2 separate regions of the Danio rerio genome follow, and region 2 is linked to region 1. A link is a contact called in public HiCAR-type data. All regions are on one chromosome and are shown on one strand. The core of a region is the stretch at or near the end of the contact, and the rest is flanking DNA. Distances in the headings are between cores, read along the strand shown. Region 1 overlaps eya3 (EYA transcriptional coactivator and phosphatase 3). Region 2 has its middle 27 kb from the start of ptp4a3a.

Region 1 (4,672 bases), core at 2,029-4,528:
TGCAAGACATATCCATTATGCACATCACTAATGAAAGAAGTTGCTTTTATACTCTGGGTTCATGCTTGACTGTACATAAAAATATAAAGTGAACAGGAAGTGTTTGTGAAACAACAGTTTTGCAAGAGAAATAGAAAAAGAAAAATAGTTATTTTCCTCCGACCCAATTTTTTTTTTTCTTTACATTCTGCTTGTCTGAACTGTCTGGCTTTGGAATGACTGAATGCCATAATGTTTGCATATTGATTTTACCTATTTTAGTGGCGCTGTAGATGTTCTCGATGGGAAAAACGTCACCCAGGCCATATAGAAGCACTTTAGCTAAAGCAGGAACCAACTGAGTGGTGGTGACCAAAACATTCATACATCTGCCCCTGTGAACATACACCACATAATTAGCCTATTGATAGTGTTTTCACACCATTTAAGTTAAATCAAACACATTGCATATAACGTGCTGGTGCTGGACAACATGCCAAACAGGTTTCTTAAAGTTTGAAGCCACGGGTATCTGAAGATTCATCTTAAAATTTCAAGTAAAATCAGCAGAAACTTATATGAATGAGAGTTGATTAATTCACTAGAGTTTTAAAGGGGAAATCAAGGATTCAGTCAAGTTTACATTATTTTGCACATTCGATTCCACTTTTAAGGGCAGTGCCCTAGGTCTAAAATCTATTGTAAAACATGGCGTTTTCTTCTAAATGGTTACATTAATCAGGTTTGCCTAATATATTTTTATTAAAGAGGAATACAATGTACAAAATAGTGTAAACTTGCCTGAGCGCTTCATTTCACCTTTAAGAATAATAATACTTGATTATTCAGGAAGTATACATTAAATTAACCAAACGATCATAAAGCAACTTGGCAAGAAGTGTAACAACATACACTGGCAAAAAAATTAAACAAACTTTTGCTTTGACAGTGATAATGTTTCCATCACACATTATGTACACCCTGTAGCCCCAACGCCTAGAAATTACCTCGTTGTTAAATTTCCACATTCAAGAAATATATTTAATTTGTAAAACGACACAAGAAATTTTTGTTTTTTTGGGGGGGAAATAATTAGATTTTTTATTTTTATTTTTTTACAAATTTAAATGGATTGAACATAAAACAATTAGGTTAACTTAATAAATTTGTGTTGGGACAACATGAAGGAGTTGTGTGGAAGTTTCAGTTTAACATTTTTTTCCATAAAATATTCTGTTTTTTGTACTGCTTTCCTTTTTACCTATACATTTGAATATAATTTATTTGCAGGTTATTGTGGTTTAAATTTACTTTACGGGATAAATAATATTTATCTATTATTTTTACTAAAAAAAATTTCAGAATATACAGTAAATATTATGTCAAAAGCAAGATGGTAAATTAACATTAATTGAAAATGCTAATAATCTGTATTTGCTACAAAAAACTGTCGATCACTTGTACAGATTGTTGTTTTTAACGAATGCCATGTTCTAATTACAACACTGATATGACCATTTTAACGAGAATGTTTGATGCAGACCAATTTCTTTCAGCCTGAAAATCTTTGGAGTAAACATGTCTCAAAGAAATAGTTCACCAAAAATTTAAATTTCTCACGATTTACTCACCATCAAGTCATTTGAAACGCTTTAAGTTTCTATTTTATGCTAAACGAAAAAAATATGTTCTGAAAAAAAAAACAGAAAACTGGTAACCACTGACTTCCAAACTATTACTTATACTTTCCACTATGGAAGTGAGTGGTTACCAGTTTCCAGCTTTCTTTAGATATCTTATTTTAGGTTTTTTATATGTGAAAGACGAGTAAAAAAATGACAGAATTTGTAGTTTTGGTTGAACTTCCTCTTTAAATGCCAACAAGAACCCTTCAGCATGTCCTTTCAAAATTTGAGAACATGAGAAAGGCTGAGAAAAGCTAATGTACAGTATAGCAACTATGCTTTGATTGTGATCCAGGCTGCTAAATATTTTTGTTTAAGGCTAGAGTTCAAATCCTTTACCTTGTATCTGCAAAAAATAATTAATAAGTTTGCTTGTCAAAGCTTTAAGGAAAAAAAGGTTGGAAAGCACTGCTCCAAATACATGGTCTGAGAATAGAGACAGATCTCACCTTGACTGAATAAGCAATAGAGATTTGAGAGCGGTGCTCAGCCAGGCATCTGTGACTGTCTCGATCTCTGAACGCAGTCTGAGCAGCAGATCTCTCTTCATTGGACTCAACAGACCTACAAGAACAGCAGGAGATGGTGACTATTAAAGATAATATTGGACCTGATCTGTAAAACAAGTTAAATTGATGTAACCCTTAACAACAACAGGTTATAAATCACACCTCTGAAAAATAAAACATTAAATTATAAGATATAAGGAATCAAAACTAGATTAGAATAATTCTTAAATGTTGCAAAAATTTTAGAAAGTGGAGAAAAATGTTGTTGCATGTCTGACCATGATAATGAAATAAAATGTCAAAAGGTGAACAGGCTTTCTTATACACTCCGTTTAACTCAATATAATTCATTCTTGAATGATACTTTAGCAGGTGTAGACATTCTAGATTTACAGCCCTACTCTTAGCTTGTAGTGATGTATATTTTTTATTAAAAACCTAGTATAATGATGAGGAAAACAATATTATAATAATAAAAAGAATTAAATTACTTCAATTAATCATAAACAACTTAAAATAACAAAATTAAAGGAATTATATTTTATACAAATTACTTCATTCTTCAGATCTTCAATACTTCATCAAATATTTTACCGGTATGCTGTCCTAGAAACTTTTCTTATTGTCATCAATATTAAAAATATTCAAGACCCTTAATAATTTAGTTGAAACTAATACTTACTTTTATGATATTTTGATAAGCATATCACTATTTATTTTTAAAAAATGGTGTTTATTTCATCAAAATGTCAATTTTTATACATTTAATGTGTCCTCACTGACCTCAAGTATACATTTCTTAAATTTGTTTGAAAAATAATACACAAACAAAAAGGAAATAAACAATATCAAGCCATGTAACTGCGAAACCAAAGTGAACAAGAAATAAAACAGAGGACACAGTTTATACTACACTCTCACACTTCTACTGCCTCTGAGTGCAATCATTTTGTTGTTTTGCGTTTAAGCTAAAGCATTCTATAAAAGTTAACCAGTTATTCTACACGTACCTCTGTCAGACCCATCATGAAGCATACGAGGCTGTCATTAACTTCATTCTAGTATACTTGATTTGTGACCAACCAAATATGTAAAGTATGTTAGCAAGAGTAACAGAGAACTGCAATTTAACACAACAACAACAACAGTGACACCTAGTGGAAAAATGCACTGTGCTTCTAAACAGACATAAGATGAACTATCATGAAAATTAATTTCTGTCCAGAAACTCTGTGTAAAGTAAAAAAGTGAAGTAAAGTAAAGTAAGTAAAGTAAAAGTAAAGTAAAGTAAATAAAAGTAAAGTAAAGTAATTACCTCCTACGTTCCCTTTGTATCCATTGTAGATCTCTTTAAGTCTGCGATATCTGAAAGCCAGTTTCCGCATCCACTCCACTCCTCCCTGTACCGCTGCAGTTGAACCCGGACCACTACCTGCACTAGGTCCACTGAATCCATCGCTGGAGAAGTTGTAGTTGCTAAAAATGTCCAAAATGGCCAATATTAGATGTAAATCACAGAGAAAAAAAAAATAAAAATTACAAAAAGTAACTAATACACAGCCACAATCAAAAGTAAATATTTGAATAAAACAGACCTGTTTCTGCAAGTAGATATATATTTTTTACTTTTATTTATTTAGATAAGATCCTTGATGTTATTTTTGTTTATTATATTACATATATTTTTATTTCTCCCCGTGTTCGCATGGACTTCCTCAACAGTAAAAAGACATGCAGTATAGGTGAATTGAATAAGCTAAATTGGCTGTAGTGTATGTGTTTGAATGCAAGAGTGTATGGGTGTTTCCCAGTGTTAGATTTTGGCTGGAAGGGCATCCGCCATGTAAAATATTATGCTAGATAAGTTAAAAAAAGGTGAAAAAGAAAATAAATGAATAAATGAATATATTTTTATTTATTAATATAGGCCTAAAGACATAACATACAAACTATACATTTAAATAAATGTTTTGCTGTTTAATATTCAGTCACAAACACAAGTCCACATTACAATCTGTTTAGGTATATTCAGGCCTACTTTAGTGTTCTTTAGTTTATTATATTAAACTTAAACAGTAAAGCAAATTTAATTTTTATGACTGGATTCCGTATTTTAGCATCATGAAAATCAGAGCCCGACATTTGGTCCAGCAACACAACTATTTCAAAGCATTCAAAGCACAAATCAAATTTAAAATTTCTACATACGCATGTGGCTAAAGCTAGACAGAAATAATGTTATGGTCACTTAAAGAACTGTAATTATAAGTTTTGACCATGTTTACCTCAAATCCTGTCCATTGTCATCCGAGGCAACATCATCAACATGGACTTGATCGCATTCCTGTGTTGACACAAGACCTAAATGTTATTTACATGAACGTAACAGAGCACACGGACACATTTCTTATTCTCCACTCACCTCCAGATCATTGAAGAAGAGATGCGTGTCTGCAAGCTCAAAGATCAACTCCTCCATCTGAAGACCCAAATTGAGAA
Region 2 (4,476 bases), core at 1,241-3,740, 230 kb before region 1:
AGTGTTTTATGGGCCGATCAGACCATAAGAAGATGATCAGCCCGGCCCAAAAAGTACGTTGACCCTGAACCCAGCGTAAATTTTTTTTAACGCGTTAATTATTTCAAATTAATCACATACGTTAACGCATTAATTTTGACAGCACTAATATATATATATATATATATATATATATATATATATATATATATATATATATATATATATATATATAATATATATATCAAAATGCTTTTGTAAACATCCAGTTATTCTTTACACCAATTAAAAAACGGCTACTATAATAAAGAAAACCTTTTCTAAATGTAGAACTAAATACACTGATATGCATTGAAATACATGATGAATACTCTTGACACATGAAAGTGTAAAGCCTGCAGCTCACAACAAATGTGGAAGGTTATTGCGTGTCATATTTAACAAACTGTTTAGTGCTAATTTGATGTAATTTGCTCACATGGATAATTGAATATTAATCAGATGATGTCATTACGCTGCTGTGCCGTCAGCCAATCGTTGCATTGCTGATCATGCTTTCGAGGATCGATAGATCTGTCCTTCACAACACTTGCAGTGATCTCAGATCAGTTTATCCAGACATTCTAATCTGATTCGCGAACTTGTTTGAAGAACCAAATTAGCGAGAGATCAGTTATCGAGATGAAAAAATCCAGGATCTGCCAAATCATCTTAGATCATTTAAGCGAGGTACGAAGAACGGACCCCTGGAAATGCGTTAGGACCTTTGTTATTGTTTACACCCCTTAAAATTATCTATAGGAGTTGAATTAGCTAAATTAGCCATAGTGTACGAGTATGTGTGAAAATGCAAGAGTGTATGGGTGTTTCCCAGTGTTTGGTTGTGGCTGGAAGGGCATCTGCTGCGTAAAACATACAGTAAGCTGGATAAGTTAGCGGTTGATTCCGCTGTGGCGACCCCAGGTTAATAAAGTGACTAAGTCGAAAAGAAAATGAACGCATTGGTAATGCACGCATGGATTCTTGTGCCCTAAAATGTATGTACATAGGCAAATGACTTGTTTTTTTGTTCCAGGGTCAATTGCTGACTCAAAGCTGAACTGGATTTAGTGATCCAGGTGTTTTGTCTAGTGTTCAGTTGTTTGTGAGAACTTCCTCAGCTCACTGATGCAAGTACTCATGCAGGTGCAGTTGATCTATTTGCATACTATTTTATCAAACATCCAATTTTGCACAAACAAATAGTTACTTTAGTCCATTGCACTTGATTATTGGTCAACTACCCACCCAAAAAGAATACATTTGGAAAATGTGTCATGTAAATGAAAGTGGATTTTATTCTATTAATCCTTAAACAATTTCCAAGAACATTTAATGGAAAATATATGAGCGAACTAGATGGTTTTAACGTGATACATCACCAAATATTAGTGCTTCAGCGTAGCTGTTCCTTGACCTTAAGTGAGTCAGAAATGAGTTATTAAATGATTAATAATATCTTGTAAATAAGGCTGTATTGGAGTATCATTTTGACCCACAGCCCTGTTTTTTTTCTGTCACTCTTCAACATTTTCAGTGTGAAGATGTGCATGCTTCCTGTCAAATCATTATGCGCATTAACCAAATTTGGTTTGTTCTGAGATAACCATAAGGACATCCCGCGTCATTTACGTAACAAACATCTTAAACTATAAACTCTCAAACATGCAGCTGCCTGCAACATTTCAGCTGTTGCCAAGTAAACATAACTCTGGTTTCGCTTTTCATGGCAGGGGAGTTATTAAGCCGTGTGCTCCAGAGCTCCTACTGATGTGCTCTTGCTTGTGTTAGAAGTATTTAGCGTTGCTCTGGCAACTTGTTGCCTACCTTAGTTGTTGTGTTCTGTCCTCACAGAGAACTAGAACTCTCTGTGACTTGTAGCATTGGTTAGTTTTTTCCTAAATTGAGCTGCATGATAAATCAAAATGATCAAAGTCTCATGAATGTAAACATTGCAAATAAATCGTAAGTAATTAAAATCTTCTTTTGTGTCCACTTTAAATTTTTGATTGAAAGTAATTGTGGAAATTATCAAAACATGACAAAAACTCACTTAAATAGCAGAAGTAGATTGGGGAATATTGTCAGAATAGTGATACAGGGCTCGAAATTAACCCTTTTCCTTGGTAGCACTGGTGCTCCCAACTTTAAATTGTGGCGGGTGGGACTACATTTTTAATCGCATCCACCAAGAAATATGTGCACCGTTACTACACAGGGCTTGAAATTGCGACCATTTTGGCCGCATATGTGCCCAAAATTTTATCTATGCGACCTCAAAATATATTTGGGAGCATTTGTGCGAGACTGCGAGTGCATAAAATTGTTGTGTATAACCAGTTTTTACTGCAAAATGTTCACCACATGCATGGATTTGGAAGACATGCAGAATGCATCTTCGCACTGCTCAGGAATAGTTTAACATACTTGTCATGTCAACTTGCTGCAATAAACAAAGCCAAGTCAGTAATGCTTGCCCCTCCTTGATACACGTCATGTTAATAGCAATACCAATCTTTTCATGAGCAGCAATATTAGTTTACTCAGTGCAAACCTGTTTGCGATGGTATACGTGGTGTTAAATTTTACATGTAGCTAACACTTGCACGGGGGACAGCATCTGGCGATTATATAAAGGAGTAAACAGAACCTCTCGTGCTAGATGTGGCAAACAGTTACCTGAAAATTCCATCCCACAGACTTTTTATAGCAGTCTTGAAGCCAATAGAAGTCTTTTATCCACTCTTCGAAAGTGTAGATGGTGGTGGATTACCATTCAGCACATGATCACTACTAAGATGTGTTATTATTTGTAACTTTAAATACCATGGTTTCTAAAACAAAATCTGTCAGTGTTATTTTCATTCTCATCTTCAGCGCTTAACAATTTTTTTGTGGTAGTAGCTCTCCCTGTCATCCCAAGCCAGAAGGCATTGACTGAGTGATTGACAGCTAATATTAACCAATCATTCGCATTCAGTTCTAGAGCAGTGGACCAGAAGAGCGCGAAGGCAGGGCAAGCATTACTGACTTGGCTTTGTTTACTGCAGCAAGTTGACATGACAAGTATTTTAAACTATTCCTAAGCACTGCATTTTGCATTTCAAGTGTGAAGATGCATTCTGCTTGAATGTCTTCCAAAATGCACTGTTTATAATGTTATTTACAGGCCAAATCACCAAGCCCTAATTTGTGTCCACTTAACATTTTTTATTAAAAGTGGACATTCTCAAAACATTTTACACTTGGTTCACACATGTATTTATCATCACCCACTTGTGATCTGTATGACAAAAACATATTAAAATAGCAGAAGTAGAGTGTGACGTTGTCAGATAATACCTATTACCATAAAGCACTTCCGTTCACTTTCAGAAGTTTTTGTTGGTTTACCCAATTGATAATATAGTTAACACTATGGTGCTGCGGATTCAAGCACAATGGCTTTCCATACCAGTAATTCTGGAATCAGGAAACAGTGGTGGTTTTCAACTTCTCTATTTGGATTTAAAAGTCCTGTAAAGTGCTTTAAAATATGCATTTTTATTCGATGTTTGACATTATCTCAACCGAAATACGATGACATTGAGTAGCTCCTCCTCTTTTTAATAAACAGCCAATAGTGTTTTGTTGTATCACCCCTCTGCCAGCGAGAATGAATGAGCTTAAGCACATCAAATGAAAAGTCTTGAAGGGGGCGGGGCATGTCAGATACTAGAAAGCATTTGATTGGTTATGATGCGATTAGAAACTATAGTGTGAGTTGACGGGAATAAAACCGTTGATCCATTTAGGCGAAAGTGACAAACTACAAGCTTTACGTTTTTTTTATCAGTTTTGTATCACGATGCTGCGCCAGCATCATGATCCATGGCTCCACCCCACATTTATATTGATATATAACTTATTATTTGCATGTCATCTTAATAGCAATAACGGTCTTTTCATGAGCTGTATTAAAAGTTGCATATAACTGCCGCTTGCACGGCTGACAGCATTGTGAGGATTAAATGAAGGATTATACAGTACCTCTCACGTTTAAAATGTGTAGATTCAGTGGCCAACGCTGTTACCTGCAAACCCTGTCCCACAGACTTTACAGTGAATGTCTTTAGTTATTCACATAGCGGACTTGAAGCCACTGGAAGTCTTTTATCCACTCTTGGCAAAGTGTAAATAAGGGATTAACATTCAGCACATGATCACTAATAAAATGCGCCATTATTAATAACTTTAGGCAGACACCCCAAGTTGGGAAAAGTCATTTCCGGGGGATAGGGAGTTGATTTGCAGGAGAGTGGGTGCCTGAAGACCGATGGGGGAGAGTTGCGCGCAACATGCATGAAGAGCGGTGGGGGTGAGTTGCGTGCGACATACCTGAAGAGCGGTGGGGGTGAGTTGCGTGCGACATACCTGAAGAGCGGGGGGGTGAGTTGCGTGCGACATACCTGAAGAGCG

The links. HiCAR-type assays count read pairs that join an accessible place to other places.
Region 2: a HiCAR-type map of caudal fin shows a contact between it and region 1, with 4 times the contacts expected there. The contact joins two enhancer-like sites. A contact is called at or near these places in 3 of 18 Hi-C or Micro-C datasets (caudal fin, embryo and an unstated tissue) and 1 of 4 datasets of contacts at active chromatin or transcription factors (caudal fin).

Annotation. Positions count from the first base shown.
Region 1 is chr19:27,316,342-27,321,013 of GRCz12tu, reverse strand. eya3 (EYA transcriptional coactivator and phosphatase 3) reads right to left here. Exons shown (of 19, transcript NM_001080052.1): 13 at 4,596-4,672; 14 at 4,459-4,517; 15 at 3,489-3,649; 16 at 2,114-2,228; 17 at 253-374. Among named protein-coding and RNA genes, the nearest start is that of eya3, 16 kb to the right of the region's middle. Within about 2 kb of position 3,278, at least 3 of the 62 cell types and tissues checked have an H3K27ac peak or open chromatin away from gene starts, as enhancers often do. A contact at or near this core is called in caudal fin, where this site is marked.
Region 2 is chr19:27,550,180-27,554,655 of GRCz12tu, reverse strand. It overlaps a transcript of ptp4a3a not described here. Among named protein-coding and RNA genes, the nearest start is that of ptp4a3a, 27 kb to the right of the region's middle. Within about 2 kb of position 2,490, at least 6 of the 62 cell types and tissues checked have an H3K27ac peak or open chromatin away from gene starts, as enhancers often do. A contact at or near this core is called in caudal fin, where this site is marked.